Regions from separate parts of the Mus musculus genome. Here region 2 is linked to region 1. Evidence: chromatin contacts called from public HiChIP or PLAC-seq data. All regions are on one chromosome and are shown on one strand. Each heading gives the region's core, a stretch centred on a gene start, on an enhancer-like site or on the middle of the called end of the contact. The rest is flanking DNA. Distances are from core to core; before and after follow the strand shown.

Region 1 (6,255 bases), core at 2,377-4,876:
AGGGGACTAAGCCAGAAACACAAGGAAAATGTAAACAGAAATCACAACTGAGCCGAAATGAAGACCCCCTAATATCAGCTAATACAATAACATAAATGTTAAGTACTTCTGTTAAACGACGAAACCTCGGGCTATATAAAAGCAAGCGTGAACTTGTATCTCCTTCCAAAGTATTTAAAATGTGGGCATGGTCTTGGCAAAGGAGTTTGCTGGAGGAAGCATGTCCCTGCAGGACAGAGAAGCCAGCCAGAAAGAAGGAATCCAACCATCTTGTTCAGCTACAATCCTCTGAAAGTCTGCTGGATAAGGGTTTCCTGGAGGAAAGGAGACCTCGCTGGGAAGGTCACACTGCCTTGACTCTTGGGTAGGTGACATTCTCTGGAGGTGGTTCAAGAATTTACCTATGAATGGAAAGAACCAAGGACTTACACCAGTCCTTTCAAACAAAGACATCAGCGTTTTATGATCTGAGCACCCATTTGTCCTTATAACTTTCACACAGGAAACATCAGATAAAATCCCCATCACGTGACCCCATATCCTTTCAATGCAACCCATTTTGTTTGCGGATTGTTTTGATTTGTTTTAATGCAGCCCAGACTGGCTTTGAACTCATTATACAACTGAGCATGACCCTTGAACTTCAGAACCTTCTGCATGCATACAAGACCCAGAGCCCGTAAATGTCACTGGGTGAGGGACATGGAGCTCAAGGCCTCCTGTGCGCCATCCAAGCACACTGACATTGGAGTCTCACCCTAGCTCACATTTCATTTTCCCATGGCTTTTTCCAGGGTGGGCATCTTCCTAGTGTGCTACACCACTGAAGAAAAATTATTCTGTGTCCTTCAGTGGTCACCTGTCACCAATAGTTCCTCAGGCAGGGATCAGGACTTGTGGTAAGCCATTCTGGCATCTTGGGTGCTGTTGGGCTTGCACAACAGTAACCACAGCTGTGAGTTCATAAGTGCAGTGGCCATGTTGTATCCTGAGAAAATAGCTCACACAGCTCTTCCCCTCTTCCCCTCCCCACCTCCCCTTTCCTCCTCCCTCTCCCCCTCCTCCCCCTCTGGCTCTTAGCTGCTCTCTGCCCCTCTTCCTCTGTATTCCCCAGCCTTGGAGGGGGTGATATGTGTCCCGCTTAGAGATGAAACACTCAAGACAACTCATCCTTACCACTTGGACCAAATATGAGTCTCTGCAAAAAAAAGTCTTGCCCACTGGAAAAAGATGCATCCCTGACTAAGGTTGAGAACAGCGCTAATCTATGGGTAAAAATATAAATACTGCGAAAGTGTTCTGACAACTTTTTAATTCAATAAAACAACAGTAGTATTTTCCTACTTGGCCTGTGACCTCTCAGACATACAAGTCCAGGACTTTGTATTCAACTCTATCTATCTTGGTTGTGTTGATTTAAGGAGTTTCCTCTCTTTTTCTTCTCTATACCACCCCCAGCCCTCAGTCTTTTTTGCATGCAGACCCTGCATGAATCCCCATTCATTATAGGACCCAGTGTTGAAAACAGCTAGATATTTGTGTGTACAAAGCTGTGTGGCGGTGCTAGGGGACAGTTACACACCACAGGCTGTGAAGGAGAGCCAGCATCATTTAAAGAAACAGGCAGCTGACTCCTGAAGGGGTGCTGCAAAATCATGTAAGACCCCGAAAGCAACCAGGTAAAGGTCAAGTGTGATGCCTGATAATTCTAACCTGTGACGGACAGGAAGTTTGATCGCCTGGGCAGAGTCTGGGCTGCTCTAGCCTCTCATCTGTCCCCAACCAGGAGGCAAGAAAGCCAGCGAGCTCCACTGTGGACGGAGGAGGAGGGAAGGTGCATGCTCTGCTAATCTCTTCTACAGGGAGGATTCAGACCATGGTAGCGACACTGGGAAGAAGCCCAAAGGACCTTCTGGTGTGTTTCTGGCGGCCATCTTTCTCAATCCTTGTTCCTAGAGAATGCTCTCCTGAGTGTTTACTTTGCATGAGGTGGAGCGTTCTTCCAGCTGCTCGGGCTGATAGAAAGGCTTTTACAGACCTTTCTGACGTCCCTTGACTCAATCTTCCCTGTACAAAATAAACCCCGGGGAGCTTATTACACTGAGATTCCTGGGCTCCAATCCAAACCGACCGAATCACAGTCTCCTTTGGTGGTCCCAATGCTCTTGAGTTAGGCACTCCTGAAGCCAACCATGCTTTCTATATGTAGGAGGAGGGGACTGATCTACCTATCACTCACCCACCCTTCCATCCCTTAGTCTATTAAATCTACCCAACCATTATCTTTCAAAAAATTGATTATTATAGTTATATGAGTACACTGTAGGTGCTTTTAGACACACCAGAAGAGCATCAGATCCTATTACAGATGGTTGTGAGCCACCATGTGGCTGCTGGGAATTGAACACAGGACCTTTGGAAGAGCAGTCAGTGCTCTTAACTGCTGAGCCATCTCTCCAGCCCCCTACCCAACCATTATTTATTAATTTACCCATCCACCCATCTATCTACTCTCTCACACATTCATATACCCATTCACTCATTAATCTAGGCTTTCATCATCCAATCATCCATCCATCCATCCATCCATCCATCCATCCATCCACCCACCCATCCATCCACACATCCATTCATCCACACATCTACCCAGTGATCTATCTATCCATTTATCCATCCAGTCATCCATCTATTCATGTATTCCCCTACCAACCTATCCACCCATTCATCCATTCTTCCATTCACCACCTACCCAAATACCTTCTCAATCATCTGTCTACCAATCTATATCTATTTTACCTCCCTATCTTTGCTTTTAGACACTCAAGCAAACAACCATTCATTTAGTCATTCAAATGCACTTTGAATATTACTATGTGTCAGGCTCAGACTAAAAATCAGGGCTTATATAGAGGGTTAAACAGAAGTACCTCCACTGTGAGAAATGTGGCTTGCTGTAAGGGAAGCTATGTGGTGTATTGGGAGTAATGAGTGTTATGGAAGCCGGAAGCAGAGACAGGTGCAGGAAGTGTGAAGAAGCTGCTAGAACTCCAACATCAGCATTTTGGAAAGTTCTGCAGGAAAAGTAACATTTGCCTTGAAGACTCATAAAAGTACAGAAGTGTAGGAAATATTAAAAAATGAACATGCCAACTCTCTACGGGGCTGGACCATACTCCTGTGCTCCTCCTAGCCCTCCAACTCTCCAGCCACGCCAGACCACAGGGCTCCTACCGGGCTCATACCACAGTCAGCCTTCTCAACACCAAATTACCTAGTAGAATTAAGATTTAAAGCTTAATTAACCAACCAGTATATCAATAATATCACAATTTACAAGATGCCCATATAATAATTTCAGAGCCAATTGATAATGATAAAATCTTTATCCCAATTATTCAAACCCCACACAACCAGCATGTCAGCCTCCATTCTTCTCTCCCTCTCCTCTGATACTCTCTCTGTCCCTGCAACTCTTAGCTCCACCTCCCTTTTCCCTGTCCAATCACGGGCCTCCTCTGCCCTAATGTAATTGGACAGGGAAAATCCTGCAACACAGAGGAGCCTGTATGAAGCTACCCTCACGGGAGAAAGTCCCCATTTGAGAACCCAGCAAGGATATGATGGTCCAGTGGTTGTTCTAAAAACAGAAAGCCAGTACAGTCCGGCTGGGGCAGCCAGAGAGAGAAAAGGAGTTCCTGACTAGGGTGGGGCTAAGCACTCTGTTTTCAACTATGGTTGAGATGGGAGGCTTTTGCAAGGATTGAGCCACACAGCCTGTGATCTAACTGGTTTTTACAGGATCACTCTGGCTGTCTGATTAGAGTGACCTTCTAGAAAGGAAGGGAGATGGATTGAGAAATCCCAGCTAGGAGGTAACTATAGCACTCCAGATGAAAGTCACTCCCAGGGCTGCCCCTGGAAAGGTTTTCTTACTCAGTCCTAGAGGGGGCCAGTGCACAGTCATGGCTGGAGCAAGGTGGCATCCTGGGCCTGCTGGGTGAGGGTATAAGAAGTGGGTTAGTTGGACGGTAGTGGGATTCTGGACCTTCCTTGAAGGTAGCACAGACTCACTGAAAAAGTCCCTTTCACACTGCAAGTTGGGGTCTCTTTCCTTGTTTTCCCCACACAATGACCTTCATTAGAGTTAGTACAGGCAGAACTTTTGCTTAGATTCCCAGGAACCAGAGAAGAGAACAAAACATTTCCCTAGTCTCAAAGCAAGTCCCCACTTCCCCAGAAAATGAACCCAGTATAAGGAGACAAGATGCCTATTAATAGCACATCATATTTATGCAATGACATGGTAGAGAATTTTTTTTTAGTGTTTTCTGAAAGGAAAACCACTTTGTCTTTGATGGATTTTCTGTTTTGCAGACATAATTAATCATCTTCTAGGAAATCAATTTCTCTAAGAGCAAAAATAATCTATGTTTTACCAACTGCAAATACCACTTCTATTTAAGATACGCTCTTCCTCCCTCGATTGTGCTTCTTGGCGCCAGCAGCAAGCACGCTGTCCGCATACTTGGCTAGCAGTGATCCACTGGGAAGTGTAGGGCTCTCAAAGAGTGGTGTAGACTTGAGATGCTTCTGCTTCGTGTAGAGGACTCTCCTGTCACAGAGGGGGCAAGTAAGTGGCAATATACACAGGGACAAGTGTCCTCTTAGCCTCTGACCAATAAACATTTCCTGAACGGCAATGTGGACACATCTGCAAGCAGTCTTCATTCACAGGCAGATGTGAATGTGGTAGCTCTGCCTGTGACCATTGAGTCTCCCTGTGTAATCATTCCAGGAGAGGGGCTGGGAGTCCAGGGAGTAGGGTAGAGAGGCCATCTCCATCTCCTGTTCTACAGCCTTGTTCTTGGAAGGTTTTGTAGTTGAAAAATGCACCTTCCTGTAATTTCTCCTGTGAGTTGCAGGTCTGTTTTCTGAGATTTAAACTAATGTTTTCCAAAGATGAAGATGCACCTCAAACTACTCCTGAGAATCTGCTTTTCTCTGCGTACAAGTGCATGTGTGCATGTGTGTATGTATGTCTCTGTGTGTGTGCATATGTGTGTGTGAGTATATGCCTGTGCATGTGTGTGCATAGATTCTTGTGTGTGTTATCCATAGGAGTACCTCTGGTGTCATTCCTTGGATATCATTCACCTTTCTTTCTTTCTTTCTTTCTTTTTTTTTTTTTTTTTGAGACAGGGTCTCTCGTTGAGCTAGGAGTCGGCTAAGCTGGTTGGTGGGTCTAAGGGATCCATCTGCCTCTGCATCCAAGTATCGATATAAGCACAGGCTAGGGCTTTTTTTTTTTCTTTGTATGTGAGTTTGTGAGTTCTGAGGTTTACACTCATGTCCTTGTGCTTGCAAGGCAGGCACTTTACAGAGTGATCCATTTTCCCAGGACATTCATGATTTGGAGTTCAGGTTTTTGTTTCGGGACCTCCATCCTTGTGAAGCCATTCATGTGTGTTTGCGGTGTCTGCCCTGGGTTTGTGGCTGGCACGTAGGTGAGGCATGTTTGAGTTTTGCCTCATTCCTGCCATGGCCTTTCATATCTCGGGTCATGCTTGGAGAAGCCCTGCCCTTTGCAGACGCCCCAGGAGCTAGCACTTTGTCACTTAGCTTACCTCCCCCTCACTGCCTGCCCCCCATTCCTCCCCAGATCTGCAGACTCTCCTAGAAGACAAAACCCAGAGTCCTGAATTCAGCCTGGCTCTGGAAGAAATCTCAGGAGAGAGTGACTTGATTTTAAAAGTTTAGCTATCGTTGTCATTTTTTTTTTTTTTTTTTTTTTTGGCCAGGCCTGATCTTTTTACAAATGTGCTTTTAATTAAGCATCACTTCGCTTATCATTTCTGTTTCCAGTCTCTGAGCCAAGTCTCCCCCTCAATCTCCTTCAGCTTCTTGCATTATTAGCACATGGCTGCTGGAGCTTTGGGGGCACCATGGCGATCGCCTTCCTCTGTGCACCATGGCTGCTTCTCCAAAGATCAGGTTCTGAGGAGGAGAGAGTACGTGGTCACCCTGGGTCATGAGTACAGTCTTGCTGCCCTGCACATAGTTTTGAGATGATGAAGGTCTGGAAGGCTCCATCCTGAATGGAGTTCAGAATGATGCCTCCTGGGTGCGGAGTGTTCCACACAGAGAGAGGGTCATGCTCTCCGTTCCAAAGGACACAGCTGGGGATAGTTTGGGTCATGGAGAAGAGCTACTGTCCCAGAGCGAGAGTGGAGAACAGATGTCTCATCTCTAGAATTA
Region 2 (6,255 bases), core at 1,162-3,661, 64 kb before region 1:
CTAAGCACAAAAGACTCCACCCAGAAATGCACAGAGCTGATAAGTACTTCCCAGCAAAGTGGCAAGTTACAAAAATACACACACACACACACACACACACACACACACACACACACACACACACACACAAATCACTAGGTGTCCCATGGACCAGTGATAAACACACTGAAATAATCCCATTCACAAATTAAAATAGGATAAAGTGTCTGGGCACACAGCTAGCCAGGGGAATGAAAGGAGTCTACACTGAACTGGAGAGAGAAGTTGAGGGAGCCACATGGGAAGGCCTGGCATGCACTTGAATGGAAGGAACGGATCTTGCTGGCAGGGACCATCCTGCCAAATGCAGCCTACGGATCCAGTGCAATCCCAATCGAGTTTCCAGCTCCTTTCTTCACAGACATAGGGGGAAAAAACCTAAAATTGTATAAGGAAGCACAAAAGATCAAGGCAACCAAAGCAACCTGAACACAAAGAAGGCTGTGGAGGGTATTGCTATTCCTGAGCTTAGCTATGCTACAGAGCTATAGTGATAAAAGCGCCTTGGTGCTGGCTGACACAAAATAAAAACAGACATGTAGATCATGGGGATAGAGCTGAGGTCACGGATGTAAGCCCATGCTACTACAGCCCTGACTGTTGAAACGTATTTTATTTGTTATGTGTGTGAGTGTCTCGCCTGCATGTCTGTGTGTACACCACATGTATGCAGTGGCCATAGAGGACAGAAGAGGACATCAGATCCTCTGAACCGGGAGTCACAGATGTATCATTGTGAACTACCATGTGGCATTTGCAAATCGGACCTGGGACCCCTACAAGAGCAGTCAGTGCTCTTAACTACGAAGCTGCCTCCCCAGCCACTGCCACTTTGACAAAGAGAACCAGGGTCCTTCTTAACCAAAGAGAAGAAAAACAGGAAACAGATTAAAGAATGGGAACACACACAGTTTGATAGGAAAAATGGAGGTGAAAAGACCTAAAACCCACTAGGAACATAGACAAAGGCCTGGACAGACAGACCCTCAAAGCACACACTAGGCACAGAAGAGCAGAAACTCTGCTCCATTTGTGGAAGAAAAAAAAAAGGTAAAAAGGTAAAACTGAAATATGACATTTTCTCCACATTTCTTCAAAAGGGTGTCTGTTTAAGCTGGGTGTGTGTGACACAGGAAAAGGAAAGGCAGAAGGATCCTGGGCACTAGTTCGTCCTCAGCTCCTTAGTGAGTTCAAGGCCAGGCAGGACTATGTGAGCCCATACCTTGATCAAACCAGAAAGGAAAGTAGGAAGGTGCTTTTCCTGTGTGTAGGAGCCAGGGAAGGGGCTCCAAGATACACTCCAAGTTCCCCACAACCATGTGACGAATCAGATTCTCTCTGTCCTTAACTTCCACCCCGGTTTTCATTTGAAAACATTTTAAAAGTTGCCTTGACACTTTCCAGGTAAAATCCTGGAATGTGAGAATCAACAACACCCTCCTGTCATTGCTGCAACCACAAACACTCCCAGAATGGGCTCCCAGAGCGCTGGAGGTTGGAGGGATGGAAGGACTTATGGAAAACATGCAGTTCCATGGACCATGCGACCCAGTTTAATTCCTTAGCAAAGCTGTTACTGTGAGTTTATGGACAGAGGAATAAAGGATACTTAGAGAGATACAGACAGGGGAAGCCAACTAGTGCTCCAAGTGTCCTCTGTCCTGTGCTCCAGCACATGCTGCCCCTAGCCTGTGACTTAGAGCTTTTAGTAGGAAGATCACAATGGGTTGTTCTCAATAGGAGCTTGACAGGACAGGAGAGATAAGTAGGGGGTAGATGAAACTAGTGTCCACCTGCAAGCAGGAGGTTGGATGGTGCCTCTAGCTCAAACCTCAAACCTTCAACCTTCTTGTGAGCTCCCTTGGGCTTTCCCATTAAATACCCGGAGCATTCTATGAAATTGTCTGAAGCATCCTTTTCTGTGGGTTGCCCTGGAGGATAGGGATTCACTGTGTGACTTAGATGATGAGGAAGGGCAACCAGCCCTGCTTACCTTTTGCATAGTCTTGTGGGATTTCCTGGAGGCACTTTAATCAAGAGGCACGGGGCTTTCCTCTTCTGCTTTTGTTTGCTTTCTGATGCTAGAACAAAATACTGGAGGCGGGCACATTATCACAAAAAAGAGGTTTACTTCAGGGTACAGTTTGAGATGCTGTCTGTAAACTCATAACAGCTTTGCTTGGGAATTGGGTGGCTCTGGGATGGGTCTGGCCCCTAAGCTGGGAATGGCAGAGTACGGTGGGTTTATATCATGAGCATGCAGATGTGAGAGGCCAGGATAGGAGAGGCTGCAGAGCTGGAGTCTGGTAATGGGTTTTACTAGCAGCCTCAGACCATTACTTCCTGCTCCTGGGAAATACAAAAGGCACCACAAGGTGGCACTCATCACAAAGTCTCTGACCAGGCAGAGCTCGGCCATGGAAAAACTGATGACTAATTCTGGATTTGCAAAAACAAGGCAGACAAAGGCGGTTAGACTCACCCTAAAATTTGTAGTTTGATTGGTATAATTCTTAGTTCAGCTGAGACTGAAGAGTTGGCGTCTTTGAAAGTGACCTTCAGACAAGGAGTGTGTTCAGCCACAGAGATGCATATACATTCACATATATGTACTCGCACGCATGCTATCAACTAACACATGTGCACACACACATGCACACTTACATATACACCCACATGCACACACACACATGTGTATGCACACACATGCATGAGTACACACACACACACACACACACACACTGCCTTACATGACCCCAGCTCTTCCTCAGGGCGCTAGAAGAGGGTGAGAGTCAGGTTGTGGCACCTCAGGTCGTCCTGTGACAGTGTTATAGTCCTCAAACCACAGGGACATGGAGGAGTTTGGTTTCAGGCAAGAGTTACCCCCTTTCTAGACACCCACTGCGTATGTGTATGCTGCTGGCCACCATCCCATCCATGGTCCCTGACTGTCCCACCAAGACAGGTAACAAGGATTCAGACAATAAGAATCACAGTGACTTGCCAGGGCCCAGTGTGTGCCACCTTTGCCCCCTGTGTGTATTTCTAGAATTTCCCCACCCTGAGCGCCTCTGGCACAGCGAGAGTCTATGTCTGAGCTACTTGGCTCTACAATGCATGGAGAGGAGAGGATCTACTCTGAAGACCTGGGCCCATCTCACACTATCAACATCCTGGTCTCTCACCTCAGTGGGCAAAGCAGGACAGTACAGGGAGACCCCGCCTTACCCATGATTCCTCCTTTCACCACAGGACTTCAATGACACCAACGTAGGACCTGAGGGGCAGGTAGTCTTGGGTAGGACAGAGTACGAAGGGCCTGAGACACCATGCATCACCTTGCACAGGTCAGAGCCAGCAGGACCTACAGCACTGTGAAGAGGCCCAGCTCTGAGCATGGCCACTGCTCTTGTTCCATCACTGTCTGAACTGTCTGTCCTCTGTGTCCCCACTGCTGTGGGATTGGGACCACATTCTAGTGCATGACACAGAACTGGCCTCAAAATTGAGACTTCATTTCACTGTCTAATTGTCCCCGAGTTAGAAAGAAAGAGAACTAAATTGTTCGTGTTTCTACATGTTTTGTGTATTAGTGGTGAATGGCGATATCGGGACAAATGCCTGCAGGAGATTGCCACTGCCCTAACAGCATTGTAGTTAGGGATTTCCCCAGTCTTAGGTAGAAATTGAACTCTCTATGCAATAGTGGTTCAGGTAAAGAGCAGGTGACCTGAACGTGAGTAATTTGCTCTGTCTGACTCATTATCAGCTTGCCCCACAGCACACAGTGTGAAGCACCACACTAGCTCTTTTTCCATGAGAGTGTTGTTGTTGTTGGAGGTGGTGGTTGTTGTTACTGTTGTTTTAACTACCCCTGGTCCCTGGTCTGTGCCATAAGTGCCATAAGTGCAACTTAGTGGGCTGGGGACATCTGCATTCTGACCTCTTCACGTGTCCTGTGTCCCTCAGTTCCCTCTCTTCTCCTTGGCACCTTGGCCACGATGCTCGCTCTCCCAAACACAGAGTGTAGTCAGCAAACGGATCCCTGTGCATCAGCTGCAGGAGCAGCCATGCGGGTGAGGAAAGGCAGTGGTCTGTGGCTGTCACAGCATCTGAAGTGGAGTGGAGCCACTGGGCTGCAGAGAGAAACAGTGCAGGCTGTGGGAGATTGTTCTGGAACCACCCTGCATGGCCGGACCAGTGTAACAGCCTGCTTTGTCTGTAAGAAGACTGCCTTTCTTTTAGCAATGCACACTGGAGCTGCTGGGCCTGACCTTTAGACCAGCTTGGTATGATAACCGAGCTCTTGGCCCACCAGGGCTCACCAGCCCCTAGCCTTCACTCTGGACTTCTTTGTTTAATAAGACTCCAATGTCTCTTTGTTTCTGAACTTCTAAGAGACCTCCTTGGCCTCTGTCTGTCCTCCATGACAGTTCCAGCTTTGCAATTAGTCCCAGATAGAAATCTTTCGGTTGGTTAGTCATCTCTGTTTCTTGACCTTGACAATTCACATCCGGGCAGCCTAGGGATTGTGGTACATCAAACACAGTGATAACTCAAAGCACCCAGAAATCACGAGAGCCAGAAATTGGGTGAGACCCTACTCTGTGAAACAGATTGGCAAAAGGAAGTCCTCAGGGGAACAGGAAGCAGGGGTTTGTCCTGGGTCTTCCTAGGAAGTAGATGCCAAGATGCTCAAATATGTAATAATGACATTTTAAAATATGTCGCTGAGGGACAAGGCAGACCAAGTTGGTGAGCATGAAAGGGGCCTCCTGCTGAGGCAAATATGAGTCTGGAGAATTGAGGGAGATAAGTGTGGTGGAAGGCCCGGCCCAAGCTTGGAATAAGAGTAGGGTCTCACCCAATTTCTGGGGAGAATTTTCAAATTGGGGAAATTAAGGGGAATCTGCAGGTGACTGGGCTCCTCACTCACTGGGTAGAGCAGCGTGAGAGTGAGGAGTCCCCTGGATAGATGCAGATGTTAAACAGCTCACAAGCTACTGCTCAGGGAAAACACAGCTCTGCTGTCTTGGATAAAGGCAACCATGAGGGAAAGGGGAAACATGGGGAGAACTGAGAAGGAATTCTTGTAGTCAGGGATTCTGCTCACATCTAGAGGAAAATGTATTTAATATGAAGCCTGCTTCCAACCCAGGCGATGGAGAGGCAACTTTGAATGGGTCTGGAAATGAGTGTTATGTATTTATGAAACAAGGCCCAGAGACCCTGGATGGCAGGAAAGGCTGCTCTGAACAGCAAACGGCAAGCTTGTCTCTGCAGGCAGAGAAAAGAGTGAGTGCAGGCCCAGCTACCAGTGCATTGTGCCCTGTGTAGAGAGCGACCTTCAGTTTTGGTTCTTGTATTCAAGTCAGCTATTCTTGTTCTGGTAGTGGTGCTGCCGCTGCTGACTATCAAGCCTGGGGCCTCACGCTCAGTGTAGGCAAGCCCTTTACCTTTACTCACGCTGTCTTAGGTACAGTTTCTATTGCTGTGGAGAGACACCATGACCACGGCAACTCTTGTAAAGGGAAATATTGAATTAGGGCTGGCTTACAGTTCTGAGGTTTAGTCCATTGTCATCATGGCAGGGAGCATGGCAGCAGGCAGGCAGGCAGACATGGTGCTGGAGAAGGAGCTGAGAGTTCTACATCTGGATTGGCAGGCAGCAGGAAGAGAGAGTGGCACTGGGCCTGGCTTGAGCTTCTGAAGCCTCAAAGCCCACCCCCCCAGTGACACACTTCCACCATCAAGGCCACACGTCCTAATAGTGCTACTGCCTATGAGCCTATGGGGACCATTTTCATTGAAACCATCACACACTCCCTACTTTAAAATAGATAATTGTAGATTCCCACCTTTAAAACCCTCTCCACACATCTGGGGGTGGTTTGGTTGTCCTGCTGACCCCTGCTTGCCATCAACAGGGAACAGGCCGGTTCACTGATCCATGGTAAGGTGTGTTGAGGTGCAGCTCCTGCTGTGTCAGGGTACCGGAGGGAGCCCCGTCCCTAGGCAGAGTTCTAGTGCCTCTCTGCTCTTCTCATGGCTCATCTTGGGGGAGAGTAATTAACTTCTATTCTTTTATGTCAAAGTCAAGCAACCTCCCTCCAGCCAAAGCTTGGGGCAATCCTGTTCTGCTGGCCAGATCTCTCACAACACTTGCCCTCTGCCGGCTGCCAGGCTGGGAAGCAAGTTAGTGTGCTCACTCTGCTA

What was found. HiChIP or PLAC-seq counts read pairs in DNA pulled down with a chosen protein or histone mark.
Region 2: a contact with region 1 is called in an H3K27ac HiChIP or PLAC-seq map of heart atrium, with 5 read pairs. The contact joins two enhancer-like sites. A contact is called at or near these places in 6 of 484 Hi-C or Micro-C datasets (the Patski cell line, adipose-derived mesenchymal stem cells, muscle stem cells and 2 more) and 2 of 115 datasets of contacts at active chromatin or transcription factors (embryonic stem cells and heart atrium).

Annotation. Positions count from the first base shown.
Region 1 is chr1:90,522,357-90,528,611 of GRCm38.p6, reverse strand. It overlaps a transcript of Gm35048 not described here. Among named protein-coding and RNA genes, the nearest start is that of Gm35048, 19 kb to the right of the region's middle. Within about 2 kb of position 3,626, at least 16 of the 459 cell types and tissues checked have an H3K27ac peak or open chromatin away from gene starts, as enhancers often do. A contact at or near this core is called in heart atrium, where this site is marked.
Region 2 is chr1:90,584,712-90,590,966 of GRCm38.p6, reverse strand. No RefSeq gene overlaps it. Among named protein-coding and RNA genes, the nearest start is that of Gm35192, 5.0 kb to the right of the region's middle. Within about 2 kb of position 2,411, at least 37 of the 459 cell types and tissues checked have an H3K27ac peak or open chromatin away from gene starts, as enhancers often do. A contact at or near this core is called in heart atrium, where this site is marked.